2 separate regions of the Sus scrofa genome follow, and region 1 is linked to region 2. Evidence: chromatin contacts called from public HiChIP or PLAC-seq data. All regions are on one chromosome and are shown on one strand. The core of a region is the stretch at or near the end of the contact, and the rest is flanking DNA. Distances in the headings are between cores, read along the strand shown.

Evidence for each region. HiChIP or PLAC-seq counts read pairs in DNA pulled down with a chosen protein or histone mark.
Region 1: a contact with region 2 is called in an H3K27ac HiChIP or PLAC-seq map of alveolar macrophages. The contact joins the promoter of RGS10 here to the promoter of TIAL1 in region 2. A contact is called at or near these places in 1 of 5 promoter capture datasets (fetal liver), 1 of 47 Hi-C or Micro-C datasets (embryonic fibroblasts) and 2 of 2 datasets of contacts at active chromatin or transcription factors (alveolar macrophages and skeletal muscle).

Annotation. Positions count from the first base shown.
Region 1 is chr14:129,419,822-129,426,446 of Sscrofa11.1, reverse strand. It overlaps RGS10 (regulator of G-protein signaling 10), which reads left to right and starts at 2,297. Exons shown (of 5, transcript XM_001927416.4): 1 at 2,297-2,856. The coding sequence starts at 2,808.
Region 2 is chr14:129,463,742-129,469,982 of Sscrofa11.1, reverse strand. It overlaps TIAL1 (nucleolysin TIAR), which reads left to right and starts at 2,833. Exons shown (of 12, transcript XM_003133196.4): 1 at 2,833-3,363. The coding sequence starts at 3,332. LOC110256777 (a long non-coding RNA gene) reads right to left here and starts at 3,800. Exons shown (of 2, transcript XR_002338744.1): 1 at 3,588-3,800; 2 at 1-3,183.

The DNA.
Region 1 (6,625 bases), core at 1,048-3,547, 43 kb after region 2:
ACACCACACTCTTAGAATGTAGGTGGCATCCTTTCCTTGTCCAATCCCAAGAGGCTGTGTGTAAAGATTGGCCAGGATTCGTACCCAGATCTCTTGACTCCAAGCTGGGCGCTTACATAATTACTTATTTGACCATACCTCACCTGCTTCAAATGGTTGAAATTTCTAAGAGACTCAAATATGTTTTATTTTATGTATATGATAAAAGACTCTATAATGTATTCACAGCTTACCAGTTGTAAGTTTCTGAGAATAAAAAGCAGCAAACTCTAAAGTTAATGATCATTCTGGGGTTCTGCTTTTCAGGACACTCTAGTCTCTTGCTCTGTTCCTGGTTGGAATGAAAGTTGTGCAACTAAAGGCCAGACCAGCAGGGGTAGGAAGGGGCCAGACTGCTTGTCCTTTTCTTGCTCAGACTGGCTACCAGTGTTTGTAAAGGTTTGAGATGAGCTACACAAAGTGAGTGATGCTATTTGGGTGGTAAGCATCTTTAGCCACCGCAAGCCACAGGCAGAACCTGAATCATGCGGGAGGGGTGTGTGTGTGTTTTCTTTTGGCAAGACTTAGGAACTGTGTGGTTCTGTACCTCGGTACTCAGGCTTTTGTGCAGTACATGTTGAAAACTGGCTTTTGGATCTTCAGACACTTGAAACAGGTATTTATAGCAGTTTCATGAGGACAGTCTTTTAGTGTCCTGAAACATTAAACCTTAATCGTGGGTCTTCATTCCTATACTCATTATCTGATATGCTAATGGGACAGTAAAAGTGATTTGAAGCTCTTCTATTTTCATTTCAGGAAAACCTGGCCCCTTCAGCTCAGGACAGATTCATAAGCATGTCCTAGGCGATGCCCGGTTTTATCAGGACACGGGGTGGACCTAGCAACATTCAGCTGTGCCTGACTTTTACCCATCGTGCCAGTGTCCTTATTTCCTGTGTTAAGATTACTTGTAATTTGGTCTCTGGAGACGTTTTCTGGGGAAGTGTGCTGCACAAAGTCCCTGGTTATTGCAATGAAACTGCAGCGACCTCATCTGGATCCAAGACTCTGCAGAGTTGAAAGGTCCTTCCTTTACAATGGATGAACCTGCAGCCTATAGTTTTAAGCATCACCCGTTCAGTCCCATTACAATGAGAGGAAGCTAGCAGGAGCCCAGCCCCAGAGGAGCCCAACAACAAGAGAAGCTTTTAAAATTGAACTTCGCAGCTGGGTTTTACTTTCCTGACCACAGTGGTCTCCTGGAGTTGCAGCTGAAAGCACCCCCCCCACACACACACCCCCCCTTCAGGAGTAAGAAAAGCCTCTCTATGCAGCAGAGGGGGCGCAGGGTGGGGGGGGTTAGAAATACTCTGAGGAAAGGCATACTTTGAGAGGGGAAGGGGAGGTAGGGAGAGAAATGAGAGGCAACCACAGAAGGCCAGGAATGGGCCGGGTGGGGTTGGGACTGAAGGGGTGGGTAAAGGGAGGAGGAAAAATTGGCGAATGGGAAGCTCAGAATAGCAGATATAAAAGAAAGTGCCAACTAGGGAAAATACTGAGAAAGGATGGGTGGAGGGGGATCGAGACTGGGTATAACGGTTGAGAAAAATAGCAATTAGTACAGCTAAAAATAAAGACCAATTTAGAGACAAAGCCAGATACACAAGGGGAAAAATAGGACTCGCCCGAAAGAATTTCTCACAAACCAAATCCTCAAGAAAATGGGGCTAATGACACCCCCTCTTGGTCTGTTTCGCAGAAGAAATGAGAATAGATTCGAGTAGAACTGGTGGCGCTGAGCAGGTGACTGGTGACAGAGGAGAAATCAGAAGTAGGGCGCAGCGCGGACCCTAGTGGTTCGTATTCCGGGCGTTGAGCTCAAAGGCCCTCCGGGAAGATGAGCCACGTGTCCCTAAACTTATTCCCTCCAGTCAGCTGGTGTGCGGGGCAGAGGCATCGCTCTGGGCTGGAACGTTAAGGGGTTCCTATAGAATTCCCTCGAGACCAGGGCTCTAGCGCCCAAGTTTCGGCACCCACGCAGCCCACCTGGAAGAGGGCGCGCCCACCCGCAGCAGCTCTGCTCGCTCTGCAGGTGGACACCGCCGCCCGGGTTTCGGCAGCGACGCCGCACTAGCTCTCGTGGCGGTGGGATGGCTCAGTGCCCACGGAGTCGCGGGACAGGCAAGCCTGGGGAGCAAGGATCCTAGATCACCGGGACAAGAAGAAGGCCGTTGGCCACGCCTAGGTTTTGCAGCACTTCAAGGCCTCGGCTTCCCGGTCTCTGAGCCGGGATGTGACCCCGGCCTGCCTCCCCGCCAAAGTGCAGGGAGTCAAAGAAGCACTGTGCTCCCGCGGTGCCGCTCCCGGTTCTCGTGGCTGCAGGGAGACGGCTGGGGGCCGGGCAGGGCGGGACTGCGGGCGTCTTCTCTGGCCAGCCCCGCGGGGCAGCGAGGGGTCCCTGGGACGCGCGAACCGCCTGGGCAGGGTTCCTAAGTCCTAGGCGGCGCAAACTCCTCCTGCGCTCGTGCGCACCATCCCGGGCGCTGAGCCGGATTCTGGTGTTTGGGAGTCACCCGTGCGCGCCCTGCCCGCCCAGGCACCCCGGGGCTGGACCGCGAGGCCTCAGCTGGGGTGGGCAGGGCGCAAGGAGCGCGCCACGCGGCGCCTGGCCGGGCGGAGGGCGGTGGGGCGGGGGCGCGCGCTCCGGGGCGGTCCTGAGCCGGCTCCTCCTCCTCCTCCTCGGCCTCCTCCTGCTCTTCGCCTTCCCCAGCTCAACCGCCCGCGCCGCCCGGCTGCTCCTCCTTCCTCCCCGGGGTGTCGCAGCGATGTTTAACCGCGCTGTGAGCCGGCTGAGCAGGAAGCGGCCGCCGTCAGGTAAGGGGCTCCATGGGTGGGGGACTGGGGTGCCCCCAGGGGCAGCAATGAGCCGCTCGAGCCGGCGATGCCGGTCCAGGGCATCCTTTCCTCCCGCCCGGGCGCGGCATCTTCTCCCAGCTCCGTCCAGCGTCTTTGCGGTTCCAGCCGCGGCGGGAGCACAGAGCCGCGAGAGGTGCGCCGGGGAGGAAGTTTGTCTAAAAAGAGGAACAGCAGCACTTTTCTTTTTAGTGAAGATCGGGGAGAAAAATGAGATCCAGAACACCCCCAAACTTTGAAGGTAGTATGGGATCTAGATTCTGAAAGCAGACCGTCACCGCCCCCGCCCCCCCATTTTTCTTGAGTTCTCTGTCTCTGCTGCAGGCGTTGGTGTGAATGATGCCTGTGCAGTGCCTGAGGAAGGCACGCCTGGACCCCGGGCATCCGGGCTGGGGCTGCCGAGCGCCTTCTGTTCTGGGCTGCGGAGCCGAAATGTGGGGTGAAGAAAGGGTGAACGCCAGGTGAAGGGCGTTCGCGCCCAGGCAAGGGGCCGACATTGCAAAGACTTCGGCTTGGCCATCCCTCTGGTCCAGCATTTGCAGTTCGCGCCCAGGCAAGAGCCGACTTTGCAAAGGGTTCGGCTTGGCGGTCACTCTGGTCCAGCCCGAGGACAATTTGGAGCGATTCGACAGGACAAAGAACCCACGGTGATGATGAAACCATGCCCTTGATTCCAACCATCTTACCCTTTTTGTTCATGATAACAGCTACGCCCTTTTGAGCGCTTAATGGGGACCACTCTCTGTGTTCACTCGGCTCTCGGTGAATTCTCTCTTCACTCTTAAGGGCAACCCAGTGAGATAGGTACTGTTCTCGCCCCTTTATGGAGAAGGGAACGAAGGGAAGCCAGGAGCTGTTAGGTAACTTGTCCCAAGTCACACTTAGGAAGTGATAGAGACTCTTTCAAACCCAGCTTGGCCCCACTCTGGAGGTGAGAGGTTTTTCTGTTGCCTTCCACCCCAGGAGTTGCTTCTGTATATACTCAGTGTGTACATGTTGGCTCATGAATTTTTGTCCCACTGAATATCATATTTTATGAGACACACAGTGGTTAAGAGAAAGGATGGAAGCTAAGTTGGGTGGATCCAAATCCCACCTCCACCACTTACTAGCTATGGAGCCTCCCTGTGCAAATAAGGATCCGCAAAATGGGAATAAAAGATCCCTCTTTAAACAGTTACAGCTGGTTTCCCATCTATCAAATGATGCATGTTATTGCACTTAATATTTAGAACCCTAATAAAGTAGGGTTTCCACCCTAATAAAATAGGATTTCATAGGGTTATTGTAAATTGCTTATATTTAGTCTTAGTGGTCATGTAAACATTTCTGTGTTGCCTGTGAGTCAAAGTATCCATGTGGGTCTTCGTATCAGCTACTCCCTATGGTTGGATATTTACAGGCCTATGGAGTGATGGTCAGAGTCTGGACTCTGAAAAACTCCTGCTTCCCACACTGACTATCATTCAGTGAACTTGGGGGCAAGTTACTTGACCTCTGAACCAATTGCTACATCATCAGGAAATTTGGGAGCTGGTTGCTAAACCATAGGTAGCTTGAAGTTGGCTGTCGGTGGCTATTTACACCACAAAAATCAGCAGATGCTAAAAATCAAGGTTCCCCCACTCCGCTGCCCAGGAGAGCTGGTTCACCAGCACACCTCTGCGTCAGTTTTACCGTCTTTAAACTGTTTCATAGAGTGATGGGATAAAACACAGAAAAGCATGTATATGAAGTTTTTAGTACAGTGTCTGGCATTACTGAGTAATGATTAGTTGTTATCTTTTCCATTTTTATTATAAATAGAGCTTCTGTGAACATCACTGCACAGGTGGCTTTTGAGTTGAAGTCTTCCAAACAAATCAACTGAATTATGGGATATGCATGGTTTGGGGGTGCATGGGCGCATGTTGTACGCCAGAAAGACTGGGGCTGTTTCAGTGGAGTGTACTGCTTTCAGGGTAACACATTTTAAGGCTGACGAAATGTGATTAGGTTGTGATAGAAAGATCGGTAGCTAAATATCATGGATTGGTAATGAATGCCTGGCTTCCAAGAGCCTGATGTTGTTAACGATTTTTAGGTTTAAAGTTTGTCCCCTGATGAGAAAGGACAAATAACCCCTTGCCAGTTTGGTCATCACCACCCAGCACTGAGAAAGGTGGAGCGTGGGCCCTGAGGCAAAGGCACTGGAAGCCAGCCAAGCGAACCATGGGACCCTAGACTGAATCGGGGGCAGGGGGCGGTGATTTTGAATTTTTTTTTTAAGTGGTTCTCTAGATTGTACAAACTTCCAGCCCCACAAAATTTGGATCCACCCCTGCAGGACCCCGATTTGGACCTGGCTGCCGTCCTACCTCCTAGCTCCTTTTATTCTAGACTTTTCCTGCTTTTCTGCAAAATCTTATTGGAAACAATGTCTTTAAGCTGAGGTTTGGCACTCCCAACCCCTCATTCCAAGTGCAATTCAAAATGTGACTGTTCTTCTTTCTGAGGTTTCTCAAGGTGCGTTCATGAACCACATGGGGGGGGGGGAATTGATAAAATGCAGCTTTCTAGGCCATGCCCCTAAACTGTGAGGACCCCTCGAAGGGTTCTGTGCACCCACCCTGCCCCCTATAACCACGTGCACTGTTGATAACTGGGATGCTCTTCACTTGAAAAGCAAAGCCAAAGCCACAGCCACAGCCACAGCCACAGCCGTCCACCCCCTGGGTCCAGACTGAGGGCTGAACCGCCAGGGGAATCCCCCGCCACGGCGCTCAGCCCTGGGGCCTGTTATATATTATCCCATTAAACCTCTGGGACCAGTCTCAGATTTATGGCTGGCTGAAGTTTTTATTTAAAGATGACAGTTGACATAACAATTCAATGTCTTTGTTATAACAACCTAGTGGCAGGGCGGACTTGGCCACTGGGGAGAGTTTCCCCTGCAGAACATCACCAGCCCCGGGGCCTGCAGTTTCAGGAGATCAAAGCAGGCAGAGAGGTGAAGGGCATTGTTTAAATACAGGTGCAGTCAGACCACCAGCCGGCTGAGTGCCCGGTGCCAACTCTGAATGCCACCATGGGCTGGTGGGGAGGGTGCGCTCGTGGGTCTTTCACAGACTTTGTACTGGAATGGATGCCTTCTTTCCTCGCTGTTGGAAGTTCTGGAAAACTAAGCAGGTGCCTGGCTGGGCCATTTCCTAGGGCTTCCTGGGTGGACTGAGTCACTTCCCTCCCTGGGGTTGAGTAATCCCTTGGGCCCCCTGCCGCTGGGCTCTGAGAACTTGGCTGTTTAAATTGTACTAAATTTACTCACCAGTTTCTTCTGCTTCCCCCAGATAGCTCTCCACGGCAGCAGCCTCAGGGGTGGCAGTGGGGGCCCAGGCAGGCGACAGCAGCAGCTCCTTGATAAGAGCTGTCAGGAGGGGTCCGCTGGAGTGGAACAGTCCCTTGCAGCCTTCCGGGGACAAATTTTCCTTCTGCTGAATGCCTGGGGTTCAGCTTTGCTGTCGCCACGCTGTGGTATGCTCAGGGACCCTGCACCTGACCTTCCCTCCTGGTCCCGTTCCTTCTGTTCCCCGCTCTTCCCCTGGGTGGCTGGACAGTCCTACCTCTGTCTTTTGTCCCCTCCCAAAGCCAGGTCTCCCTGAGGCTTCTTGCCCCTTTCCCTTTTTTTTTTTTGTCTTTTGAGGGCTGCACCCGCGGCATATGGAGGTTCCCAGGCTAGGGGTTCTAATCGGAG
Region 2 (6,241 bases), core at 1,584-4,083:
AGCTGAAGCGTGGGTTTGATCCCTGGCTCAGGAACTTCCACATGCCATGGGTGTGGCCAAATAAATAAATAAACCCTGCTATAAACATTCATGTGCAGGTTTTTGTGCAAACATAAGTTTCAACTCATTTGAGATACCTAGGAGCTATGACTAGTTTTGTAAGAAACTGCCAAAATATTTTCCAAAGTGGTTACACCATTTTGCATTCCCACCAGCAGGGAATGAGAGTACCTGTTGCTTTTTATCCTCCCCAGCATTTGGTGGTGTCAGGGTCTGGGATTTTGGCCATCCTAATAAGTACGTAATGGACATACCCTTTTTTTATTATACCAAAAAAACCCCTCAAAAATACATGTGTATACACACACACTTTTTGGGGAAAAAATTATGTATATACATATATAGAGAATAAAACTCTGTAAAAAGAAAAACAAGAAATGCTAAATTCAGAATTCAGCATGATGGTGAACCCAGGTGAGGGGAGGCAGGAGGATGAGAGAGTGTGTGTGTGAGCAAACCCAAGAGTTAGACTAAACTGCGTCCCTAAGAACTTTTTTTTTAGGGTGGAGGGCTCACAGCTATTATTGCATTTTTAAAAAAGTAACAAACTAAATGAAGGCAGGAGTGGTAGACTGAATAATGACACCCCCCCCCAAGATGTCTATGCTCTAATCCCCAGAACCAGTGTACTCATTAGGTTATGGTAAAAGGGGTTTTGCTAACATGATTGAATGTCTCAGAGAAATGGGACGTTATCCTGGCCCCATGTGATCACAAAGGGTCCTCATGAAGTCAAAGAGGGAGGAAGGAGGATCAGTCACAGAGAGAGAGGCAGAAAGGTCAGAGAGGAAAGAAGATGCCATGCTGCTGTTTTTGAAGATGATGGGAATGCAGACGGTTTCTAGAAGCTGGAAAAGGCAAGAAGCCCATTCTCCCAAAGACTTTAGAAGGAACCAGCCCTGCCAACATCTTGGTTTTAGTTCAGTGAAACTAATTTCATACTTCTGACCTCCAGAACTCTAAAATAATATAGTCCTGTTTTTTTTTGTTTTTTTATTTTATTTTATTATTTTTTGTCTTATTGCCATTTCTTGGGCCGCTCCCATGGCATATGGAGGTTCCCAGGCTAGGGGTCCAATCGGAGCTGTAGCCACCAGCCTATGCCAGAGCCACAGCTAGGATCACGGCAACACCGGATCCTTAACCCACTGAGCAAGGCCAGGGATCGAACCCGCAACCTCATGGTTCCTAGTCGGATTTGTTTACCACTGAGCCGCGATGGGAACTCCCAATATAGTCCTGTTTTAAGTCCCTAAGTTTGTGGCAGCAACAATAGGAAATTAACACAGTGGGCGTGGATCAATGATGAATTGGATGATGATGGTTACAGCTCTGGACGTCGGTTCAATTAAAAAAAATAAAACCTCTGAATAGCTCCTCATTGATTGGGAGACAAAGCCCCAAACTCCTCAGCCTGGTACCCATCTTTAACAACATGGTGCTATAAAACCGTTGCCCACCTTTCTAACTTAGCTCTCCAGATTCCTACTCCATGCCTTCCCCCACTTCTCCCCCCACCAAACCCATACACTTTTTTTACCCATGGGTCCTGGCCTCGGTGCCCCTTGACGTTCCCATTGACTCAGGGGGCTCAACTCTCTTCTCAAGGTCTTATGAAGCCTTCCAGGTTGAACCCCCCACTTCTTCCTCCCCATATTGACATTACAACGTTTTTGCTGCACGGTTGACCCCCATCACAGGATTAGGAGTCAGTGGTAGTGTTTATAAAACCAACTCTCAAGGCACAGTTTACCTGGGACCTTCTAGCTCTGGCAACAGGATGAAAAATCTTTCTTCGCCGTTATAATCCTTCACTTCACTAACCTACAAGAGGGGGTACGAGCTCAAAAGCATTCTCCCAAAGACGCTTGGGGGTGGGGTGAAGGAGTGGGAGCGTAGGGTGAACTGCCGCCGGTGAAAAAAACAAATTCTACAAGGTTACGTAGCCAGTTTGAACGGGGTTTCCCACATACTCGAGCAAGACTTCATTCCCCGTCCATATGATGGATGGATGGATGTCTGTAAACACAGCCTTAAGTCTGTGCACGTCTCTGCCCAAAGACTCACTCTAATAACTAAATGAGGGGCAGAAGGGCATTATCGCCCTCTTTACACCAACTCGATGAGTCATTTTAGTGGAGGGCTGCTCTTTTGACCCCCTTATCCGATGAGATAACGAATGAAGAAGCCGTCTACCCAGGGTAGAATACCTATTTGCGGGAAAACAAGCCCAGAGGAGGAATCGGCGGGCTGTTGAGAAAGCCGGAGGGGCCCCGGCGAGCGCAGCTTCCAGCTCAGCGCTGGGCCGGAGGAACCCCCCAGCCCCTCCGCCCGTCGCGCGGGGCGGCAGTTGGCGACCGCGGGCGGGCGGTTTTGATGAATAGAGGAGGGCCAGAAAGGCCTGCGGGCTTGGACGCCACGCGGAGCCAGAGCACGGAATTAGCCGCAGTTGAAGATACCGCTCTTGGGCTGGACAGAGGCGGAGCAGCAGCCCACGCTGAGCCAACAGAAGAGTCTTAAAATGCCTGAAGCAGTCCTAGGACAGCCCCCAGCGCGAGGCACTATGGGACTTGCAGTCTACTTCTCCGACGCCGCTTTTTCCCAGCTCGATTCCCTGCCTTTCAACGTCGCTTTTATTCTCTCCCTCCCCTCCCAGCACGCCGACTTCCTGGTCGCCGCACGTCTCACGTACGACTACACTACCCAGAAGTCTCTTCTTCGCTTCCCAGAGCGGCTCCGGCTCCTCAGGACTACAGTTCCCAGAAGTCCTCCGGGGAAGTGCTTACCTCTCTCATTTCCAGGACCACAATTCCCAGAGACTTCAGTTTTACGGCGGTTCTCTTTTTTCTCGAGTTCTTCTTGAGCTGGCTGGGTTTCGCTAGCCAGCCGGCGAGTAACGACGACGTGATCCGTCGTGACCGGGCACGAGGTTTCCTCAGTGGCCCCTTTTGTTCCCCACTCAGTTCTCCGCTTTTTCAGGCCGTCGCGGCTGGCCTGAGCGGTGACCTGGCGGGCCGCGCCTGCGCTCTGCCCCGTTTCCTGCCTGGCTGGTGGCGGCGGCCATTTTGTTCATCCTCCTCCTCCTCCAGCTCCTCCTGGTTGGAGCGCAGTGTCCGGAGCGGGCTGGGGGGAGAGAGCCCGAGAGCAGGGTTCGGTGCCTTTTCCTCTGTCCCCAGCCGGTGCCCGGAGCCCCCCTCCCCTTCCTCCCCACCCCCTCCCTTCCCCAGCCCTGCCCTCCCCCTTGTCCCGGGATCGCTCCGTCGCACCCACCATGATGGAAGACGACGGGCAGCCCCGGACTCTGTGAGTACCCAGACGGGGGGTGCCAGGCGCCTAGAGGCCCGGGCACTGCGGGATGCTATGGGAGGGAGCAAGAGAGCGGGGCCGAAGCCAGGACTCTCGGCGGCTCCCTAGCTGGGGTGGCGCGGACGCGAAGTGCATTCCTCATTTGTCCCTTTTTCCTTGGGAAGGAAGCCCTCCCTTCCCCCAAACACAGTCACTTCCTGGGGTCCGGGGCTAGTTTCGACCTTTTCCTCTCGCGCCCTTCTTTGCAACCCCGTCCTGAGCCGGGCTTTTGCACGGCAGAGTCTGTCAGGCCCGGGAGAGCTCCTGCTCCCCCTGTGCTTTGGGGGCCCTGGGCTGGGCCGGGAGCTGCCGGTCCCCACGGGGGCTGGGCCTGGTGGGGGTGGGACTGGGGGTGGGACTGCGGCCACATCCCCTGCGTGCTGCGAGGAATTAGCACTCACGCCCTCCACGTCCCCAGCTCCAGTCGCTCCCGGCTCTTCTCCCAAGCTAAGCTCTGCGAGGAAGCCGGACACTCTTCCGCCACTCAAGCCCCTACTCTCTTTCTGCCCCACGTGCCCCCGCCCACGCTGTCAGAAACACTCGCCAAGCGCCCGCTACTTTTGAAGTGCAAAAGGGATGCCTCTTGCCGCCGGAGCATCTTTCCTTTCTTGGATGACGAAGTTTACTTTGAGCGCTACCTACGCTAAACTGACAACCAGTTGTTAAACAGCTTTTTGCTCTATTGGTGCTACCTTCTCTATTACATACCTAATCTATTTCTGCGTCGAGCCCTTCGGAGTTGGATAAAATGATATTTTTATCAGCTATTCGATGTGTGTCTTTTGAGTGCTTTTTCTTCCACCTTGCTGTTGCTCTTTACCCTGAAGCCCAAATGTAATGAATGAATTTCATCTTCCCACCGCTTTCCTTCCTTTCCTAATGAAGAGTGATGACTCAGCGTTTGCATTCCTTTCCAACTAGTGTGGCACTCCTTTCTTTTTTCCTGCATTTTTTTTTTTTTTTAAGTGTGAGTCTAATTAAATGTGTTAAGTTGGGCACTGGGTTTTCCTCGCCTTACGAAGCTCAACACACCTGCTTCGAGTACAAGGAGTCAGTCAGAACGCTGCTTTTGTTTTCTCTTGGCTCTGCCTGGTGTTTATATGACCATAGTTCACTTGGCTCTGCTGTCTGATGGGGTAATTACTTTTTGGGGAATAGATGCAGGTGGAAGGGTGCTCAGGAAGTTTGACTAGTTTCTGATCTCTACTCCTGCCAAAGAAAGATTGCTCAGTCCAGAAAATAGATGTCTTATGTTCAATATTGATAGTTGGGATTTTCATTTTGTTGGGGCGGGGGGGGTTGCATTTTTTTTATTCCTATTTCTTTAATGTCTCACTAAAGTATCTGCTATACTGTTTTGAGAATTTGAGGCCAACTTAAGCACATCAAATACTTGAATGGAAAGCCTGCTTGGTAGAAGTTTTGTATTTATGTCCTGTGTTGTCTTCCATTTCTGCTCTATTTTCCCAGAAGAGAGAGAATTGGGACAAACATGAAGTTTGTCCCCTAACATCTGTTGAAGTCAAGACTTGGTATTTAGTTAGCAGTGTGTTCTTTGATGGAAGCATCTGGGAAAGCTGGATTTAGGTCTAGCTAGTATGTGTTTAATAAAGATAAAAGTTACATTGTATTTAAAAATCTGAAATGTCACCATTGCATCCTAATAGTTACTGAATAATTGGTAAATTTTCGTGGCACATTTCTGATTAACTGTATCTGTCTCTTCCTTATGAAGAATTCTTGGTTTTGTGCTAAATAATATGCTATTTCAGTACCTTTAATTCGTATCGCTGTCTTTGCATCTGCCTTGTCTTCATCTCCATCAGACCTTAGGCCATAGACTAATAAGCTAACGTCTTTGTGTCACTTGTTTCTTACCCCTACCTTCTCCAATCTCCTGTTCTTTCTCAGAAACACACCTAACTTGTCTATGTTTACAGTTGTCTAAAAAATGTGACATGTATACATATAAGTAAAGAAACATCTTGAGCTTCATTGTACGTGTATGTCAGTACATGTTTACTATTCTGTCTTCCTTTTTCCTTCTCCCACTCTTCTCCATGGGAAGGGTTTTTTTTTTTTTTAGACAAGGACTGCTACATCTTCCTAGGTCTTACCCCTGCAGCACTTAGTTCACTGCCTGGAACATAAGAGGTACTCAAATATTTTACAATGATTATACTTCTTTTCATTAAATTAGTATTAAGTCCGTTTTTTTTAAAGTCCTGATTGATTTAAAATTTTAGGCAGACGTGACTGTCATATGTGGTGCAGTCTGCTGATTTTTATGTATTTTTTTAAAACCTTCAAATGTAAAATTTTGAGATAAAAGCAAATGTTTCACACTTGGATTTTTGTCAGATTTTAATAAAAATAATGCATAACTTTTAAAATGTTCGTTTTATGTATTTCTTCTAAAAGTTCTTTTAGATACAAGTAACGTGATAAAAGCATTGACAGTGACTAGAGGTTGATACCTAGTAGAGTTTTTTGTTTATTTATGGCCATCCTTCTTTTATTTTTCATTGTTATCTATGGATTAGGTTTTCAAGTGGCTAGTATGTTTTAAAGAATGTACTCTTAACAAGTTTATCTTAAACTGTTTCCTTAAAATGCCTGTGTGTTACTAGTGAGGTTTTTTTCCTGCAGACACACACAAGCTAAGACATATGGTTCTATCATCAGAAAACAATATGGTGTTTATAGCCTAGGTAGGTCTTTAAATATTCATTATCCTACAGTATTACTAATTTATTTGATGGTATTTAAAGTGGTATAGAATTGCTTTGATGTTGAGCCTTAAGTTTGTCATATAGTTGCTTTGAAGGTCTGTTTT